Linked DNA regions of Rattus norvegicus: region 1 is linked to region 2. Evidence: chromatin contacts called from public Hi-C data. All regions are on one chromosome and are shown on one strand. Each heading gives the region's core, a stretch centred on a gene start, on an enhancer-like site or on the middle of the called end of the contact. The rest is flanking DNA. Distances are from core to core; before and after follow the strand shown.

Region 1 (3,505 bases), core at 645-3,144, 94 kb after region 2:
TTGTATCATTATATAAATAACTTTGAGTGTGTGTTCATGTTCATACACGTATACTTATACATGTGAGTGAATGAATGGGAAGCCAGAGGACAACCTTGGGTGTTGTCTTAGTTAGGATTTCTATTACTGATAAAAGCATGACCAAAAAGCAAGTTGGGGAGGAAAGTATTTATCTGGTTTACACTTTCAGATCACTGTTCATCATTGGAGGAAGTCAGGACAGGAACTCAAGAAGGCCAGAAAACCTGGAGGCAGGAGCTGATGCAGAGGCCATGGAGGGTGCTGCTTACTGGCTTGCTTCCCCTACCTTGCTCAGCCTGCTTCTCATACAACTTAGGACCACCAGCCTAGGGATGGCACCACCCATAGTGGGCTGAGCCCTCCTCCCTCAATCACTAATTGAGAACATGACTTACAGCTGGGTCTCATGGAGGCATTTTCTTCAAGGGAGTCTCCTTTCTCTCTGAGGACTCTAGCTTGGGGTCAAGTTGACACATAACCAGCCAGGACAGACATTGTCCCTAGGTTTTGTTTGCTTTCATTGATGGAGAGAGGGACAGGGTTTTTCATAGGCTTAGAGTTTGTCAAGTAGGTTTGGTCAGCTGGCCAGTGACCCTAGGGGATCTGTGCTGCCTCTGGCTAGGGCTGACTGTGGAAGGAAGGTACCTACCAGCTTAGCCCTCTGTGCTGGTTAGCTTTGATTGCCAAGTTGGCACAAGCTAAAATCATGCAGAAAGAGAATGTTAAGGAGTTGTCTAGATCACGTTTGCCCAGGAGTATGTCTTTGAGGAATTGTCTTGAATATCAATTGATATGGGAAGACCTAGTGACCAAGCCAGCTCAGTCATTCTGCAGCGTCTCCAGGTAGGGAGTGAGGATTGAAAAGGAAAAGACAATTGGACAACACTGTAACATGACTCCAGCCAGTGCTGAGGCTGAAGCGGATTTAATTTTTTTCCAGTCTGCTTTTATACCTTCTAAGTACATACAAAGTATGAGGTCAGCCCTAAGGCATAAACTGAGTAGTTAAGAAACAAAGCATAGGGGTTGGGGATTTAGCTCAGTGGTACAGCACTTGCCTAGCAAGCGCAAGGCCCTGGGTTCGGTCCCCAGCTCCGAAAAAAAGAAGAAAAAAAAAAAAAAGAAGAAACAAAGCATAAATGAAGGTTCCATGATTACTGTATTCGGGGTCTTGACAAGACCCATCATGTTACAAAGAACACATTCCTTAGCTGTATTCATTTTGAGCCTACTTCCTTGTCCTAGACCAATGTCAAATTCTTGTCAAATTCCTAGAAGGTGACCCAAAATGCTCTCCACAACCTAGACCACTATGGGTGGCACCATTCCCTAAGCCGTGAACTATGTAAGAGTGGACATAGCAAGCTGAGCACAAGCAAGCAGGCTAATGAGTGATATCACATGCGTTAATCTCTCTCTTCTTCACTGTTGATGTGATGATACAAGTGGCCACCTCAAGCTCCTGCCGTTGATGACCGACTGTAACCCAGAACTGTAAGCCACACCCATTTTCTTCCTTAAGATGCTTCTTGCCAGGATAACTTATCATGGCAGCAGAAATGATAACAGGATAGCTTTTCCTACCACGCTGTTGTCCTGTCAGGCATACAGCTATTCTTCAGGTAGGAGAGAAAGACTACAGGGAGCCTGGGCCTCACCAGGGCCTGCCCCCGGTTAAACTTAGTCACACACACTAGGCCTGTCTGACCCCTGAGACCCAGGCTTGGATGTCGGACCTGCTGTGCAGAGGAAAGCTGGCTGCCTCAGGCTTCTCTGCTGGGCTCCAGATCACAAGCATAAGGCCCAGCACCTTCAGATGCTCCCTGGTTTCTCCGTTGCTCGGAAGGCAGCCAACCTGGGCACTGCCCCAGCATCATGCACACCCAACCTGGGCCTGGCAGGGAGATTTCTCTGTTGTTTTTTTTCTCTCATGCATTCCTCAGGACTCAAAACATTAGCCTGGAGTCAGTGTCCAGAACAAATAGCAATCAGTTCTGTTTGTGTGTCCGGGCAGCAGCAGATAAGGAAGTTGGAGCCAGGATCTCGGCTCACAGAATGAATGGGAAGAAGCCTTCAGCCTGCTGTCAAAGCACTTCAGAGAACCAGAGACTCCAGTTGCTAAGCTGCTGGCCACTGTGGACTTTGCCCAATCCTCTGCCCCTCCTCCCCTGGCCAAGAGCCTTTCTCATGACCCACCAGGATTCTGTGACCTTGACAACCATCAGGTCATCCCAACAGCCTGGTAATAATGGTGGAGCGGTGGGGCTGGAGGCAGACAGGGAATGCAGTGCATGGGAGTGTGAAGCAGGGTCAGCGTCTGCAAAAGGGACAGGTGTGCCAGCGAGCTCTCTGTTCAGCCATTGGCAGTGACTCTCAAGCTGACAGTGACTGAGACTCTCGGCTGAGTGGGAGGGCCCTGGGGACAGGGCACTCTCGGAACAGGGATGCGCCCAGGCTGGAGCTGGGACAGGAAGTTTTGTTTGGTCATTCTGGCTGTCCTCCTTTGAAAGCTTGTTTCTCTTCTTAGCTTTGTCCCTGCTTATCTGGTTAGGACCAGCAGAGGCTCTTGTCTCTAGGAAGATGAGCAACCTTGAAGAGGGTCCTTTGCGAAGCAGGGAGTCACTTGTGTTTGGTCTTTAATGAGTTGGGGATAGGGAAAACACAAGGTCTCACCATAGCCCAGAGGGACTTAGAATTAACCGTGCAGTCAAGTCTGGTCTCCAACTCGTAGCAATCCTCTGTCTCAGCTTTCTCGGTTCTAAGACCACAGGTAACACCATGTCCAGCTTGAGAAACTTTAAACTTGTGAAATGATTTCAATACACTTATAAGCATAAAAGTGTACACGCATGTGCAAACACCATACATATCACACGTACTTGTATGTGCACACAATGAGCACACATGCATTTGCATGCATGAGCATTCACAAACACGTGGAGACACATGTGCATATAAATATAAAGACACACATACACATGTACACATACATACATGATCATTCCTGCATAGGCACAAAGACAACATACACATGTACATATAAAAACATGCTCACACCTGCACTAACAGGCTCACACAGGGACACACATACAAAGGCACAGACATGCCAATAAAGGAACTTATGCAAAGGCACACGTGTGTGTACAGGCATACATGTATACATACATGCAGACATGCCCACACAGGGACATGCATGCAGCAGACATACCTGTGCACACAGGTACATACATGTGTACACACAGGCCAGGCGTACACTCAGGCATACACACATGAGTTGTGATCTCAAGGACTGATCTGCTGGGCTCAGCTGGGGGCCCCTCTCCACTCTGTGTTCTGCTGACTCCGAGGACAAGGCTCAAGGCTCTGCTGGCACTAAGCTCCCTTGCAGGGGCACCAGCTACTGTGCCTCCTCGTGTTTGCTCAGTGCCATGGAGATGAAAGGCCCCAGGAGAAGAGAGATGTTGTTTCATTATTGATGGCAACA
Region 2 (3,508 bases), core at 768-3,267:
CCGGTGACTCAGCCGCAGGTGCATCTCTGAAAGGCCTACCCCAGAATGGTTACAATGTATGCAAGCTCCATTGAGCTCTCTAACTAGCTGTCAGCTCCACTAGGCCCTTTCCCTGGTGACCATTGGCTGCTTTTGTAGCACAGGCTTTGTGTATCTTGCAATTTTGTGAATTTCTCTGGCTCCTTGAGTCTTCTGAGCCAGTCTCTCTTCTTGATTTGGGAGCAACAACTGTATAGCAGGACTTTCCAAGGTCTGAGTGTTCTCTGATTAGCAAGGTTGTAGAGCTTCTAAATGGATTAGTCCAGAGCTGCACTGGTCTTCCCCTCAGCCCTTGGTTTCTTCCTTTGCTGGCTTCAGAGTAGCTCCCTTAGAAAGTGCTTGGCATTTACTACAAAAGGTTGTTTGGGGAGGAAGGCTTCCTAGAGCAATGAGCCATGGACAGGGCTTAGGCAAAGGGTTTGGCAGAATTAAGGCAAAGTGTGTCTTCCCTTTGTATTTCGTAAGCCATCAGGCCCCATCCCTCCCTCCCACCCTTTCTGTAAGTTGCCTTAGCCAGAGAGGATACACAAGAGACACTGGTACTCTTCCAGATTCTCCCTTACAGAACAAACTCTAAAGAGATTCAGAGGGCTGGGGGAGAACAGATGGGTGATGAATAGCCAGGTTGAAGACTCCCTGAGCTCGGAAGCAATGCGAGGGTCTTCAACTTTACCCTTGGCAAGGCATCGATCCCACACAACGATGCCAGGGCAGCTGGCATTTGTGAAAGGCCTCTATGCTGGGCATTGCACAACCTCGTTTTGTTCTCTCAGCAGCCTCCTGAGGGAGGGCCCTTCAGTCAGGGTCACACTGTGGTGGAGGAAATGACATCTACCGATCTGAATAACTTGCCCAAGGACCCAGGACCAGAGGGAACAATAGTGCCAGCGCCTGGCAGACTGCCTGACTTCAGAGCCCTGCACCCCACCTCTAGTCTCTAGTCACCTTGAACTGTGTGCACCTCCATCAAAGAAATAACAAAACAATATCCTAGCTTTGACGTATGCTATAGTGATCTTGTACCTACGCAGTATCAGCACCCCTGCACTATCTTGACAAACTTTATGCCTGTATAGAGTAAGTGTCTTAGATTCTGAGGCTGGGGAGATGGCTCAGTTGGTAAACACAAGGATTTGAGTTAAATTCCCAGAATCCAAATAAAAAAGGTCTGTGTGTGGTGGTGTGTTATGACCTCAGTCCTGGGGACATGAAGGCAGGATTCCTGGCTTGCACCCTGCGCACCTGGTGGTGGGGACTGAGTGAACACCCTCTCTTTGGGATACATTGTAGCTCTTTGGGGAAGCTGTATCTAATCATGGTTCAGAGGCCCTTCTGGGAGTACAGCACTCTGTACAACTCTCAGGAGGCCTTGGCACTGGAGAAGGCAAGACCCTTGCCTCTCATCTGTTGCACCTATGTCCTTACAAGATGCTGTCAGGTTCGAATGCTCTGTGGTTTCAGAGGCCTTGAGAGATTCCGCTGACCACTAGAAGCCATGCTCTCCTATGAACTGTCTAGTCAGGACTGAAGAGGAGGAGTCCTTCCACACGGATGGAAAACCCTGGGAAGGTGAGGGATGCCAGGGCCTCAGCTGGAATGCCGACAGTGGAGGTTGACAATGACCAGGTGGGGCCGCGTATGTGTTCACAGGGAGATAAGACCCGGAGCCATGGACTTCTGTGAGGTCAAAAGGCTGTGTTTGTCTAGCTTGGCAAGGTAGGGAGCTGGTAGAGGAGCCAGGGCCATCTGGACTGGCTCAGCGTGTGGCGCCTGTCCCTGAGAGTACATCAGGATGTAAGGGAGGCAGGCGGTCACAGAGTATGCCAGCAAATCTTGGAAGGTGTCATTCATAAAATATTGAATGGCCAAGGAGGTGGCACACAGGCCACATGGCAGTGACAGGTTCTAGGGGGAACTGGATGGGGAGGGGACCTCCATTCATTCCTGACTCATCCGGCTTGGGCTGGATGCCCATGGACTCTAGTCACTGTGGACATGAGCCATGAAGCCAGTCCAACAATTCTGAGGGCAGAAGGAAGCTCTGGTCAGAGATGGCTACTCTGTGAAGTAGTTTATGTGCCAAGCTCTGGCCTGGGATGGTCACTCTGTCACTTCAGGACAAATTTCCATGTATTCTCAGCCAAAAGCAGAATGACAGACAGACTTTAATCCTACAGATATTTTCAGAGGCTTCTAAACTTGTTGAAGTCATCAGGTTCACAGCACTCTTACAGGGCGGGGCGGGGGGAGTGACAGGCAGGAGATAGGAGCTGGTGTCAAGTCTATGGAGAAAGGCACATCCTTGCGTTTGAGGACTGTCCACCACGTAGGAGACAACCACAAGTGGGACGAGTACAGACTCCATACAAAGTCATAGCTCTATGGAAACATCCCTGAGGTGCCATCGATCTTCTCCACAGATATCCTGCTGCTGACCCCCCTCATTCCAGGACCTTCTGAAGCACTTCTCAGTGTGTCCTATGCAGCTCCAGCCAGAAGAGAAGTGGTCAAAGACACCTAGACTCAGAAGTCCCTGATTTCTTTGAAGATAGCTCCCCCTTGGCATCTTTCTTGCAGGCTGATATTAGGACCAACAAATTGTATGGCTCCCCTGTGGTCTTCAAACCTGGGTGGATGTATTATTACCCATGTTGGATCTGACCACACAGAGAAACACGGTGGGTGGCAGAGAGAGGGGGTGGGCAAAGAAAGTGGGCAGAGATGTCATGGAGGGTTAAGTAGCTCTTGAAAGTACATCCAGCTCCCCTGATCCTGTTCTACTCTGCCTCCAGGTTCTGTGAATCATCTTGGCAGCTGCCACCAAACACACTGTGATTTTCATGAGTAAGATCGCTCCTCAGGCCAAGTGATCCCAGACAGAAGGCTGAATGCGGCTGTGAGATTCCAGGGCCTAGTGAGCTCTCTGAGCGGTCTTCCCACCGTTCAAGTCCTTCTGTAGGTCACACACAAGGTTGGGGCCCGGGACACCTAGAACATTCTTGCACATACACGCAATCGCTGGGCACGCTTCGTCTCAGTTTCCCCAGAGACGCACAACCAGCCGTGATTCCCATGGATTGTGTGCCCCGTAAGCTCTGTGGGCCTCAGCTGCAGGCTGGACATTCCTTGGTACATATGGGCATGATCCGTGTGGCCAGTGTGGAGAACATTACCTCTGCAACCTTCCAGCGGCACGATGGGATATCTTAAGGATTACCAAAATGATCGAAGGGCAAGATTGTGACACGAAACCCCACTATGCGATGCTCCCGGGCTGGAGAAAATGCTGAGCAGTTAAGAGTGTTTGCTGCTCTTCCAGAGGGCTGGGGTTTTATGCCTAGAACCTTGGTTGGCCCACAGCTACCCGGAGCTCCAGCTGTAGGAGCTCCAATGTCCTCTCTTCTAGCCTCCTAGGGCACCTGAACTCAGGTGTGCATATTCACAGAGACATATAATTTAAAGGATGAAA

The links. Hi-C and Micro-C count contacts between places; a contact is called where the count stands out from the background.
Region 1: a Hi-C map of liver shows a contact between it and region 2, with 2.2 times the contacts expected there. The contact joins two enhancer-like sites. A contact is called at or near these places in 3 of 12 Hi-C or Micro-C datasets (kidney and liver).

What each region holds. Positions count from the first base shown.
Region 1 is chr19:70,275,782-70,279,286 of GRCr8, forward strand. No RefSeq gene overlaps it. Among named protein-coding and RNA genes, the nearest start is that of Sipa1l2, 160 kb to the right of the region's middle. Within about 2 kb of position 1,895, at least 8 of the 93 cell types and tissues checked have an H3K27ac peak or open chromatin away from gene starts, as enhancers often do. A contact at or near this core is called in liver, where this site is marked.
Region 2 is chr19:70,181,219-70,184,726 of GRCr8, forward strand. No RefSeq gene overlaps it. Among named protein-coding and RNA genes, the nearest start is that of Sipa1l2, 250 kb to the right of the region's middle. Within about 2 kb of position 2,018, at least 23 of the 93 cell types and tissues checked have an H3K27ac peak or open chromatin away from gene starts, as enhancers often do. A contact at or near this core is called in liver, where this site is marked.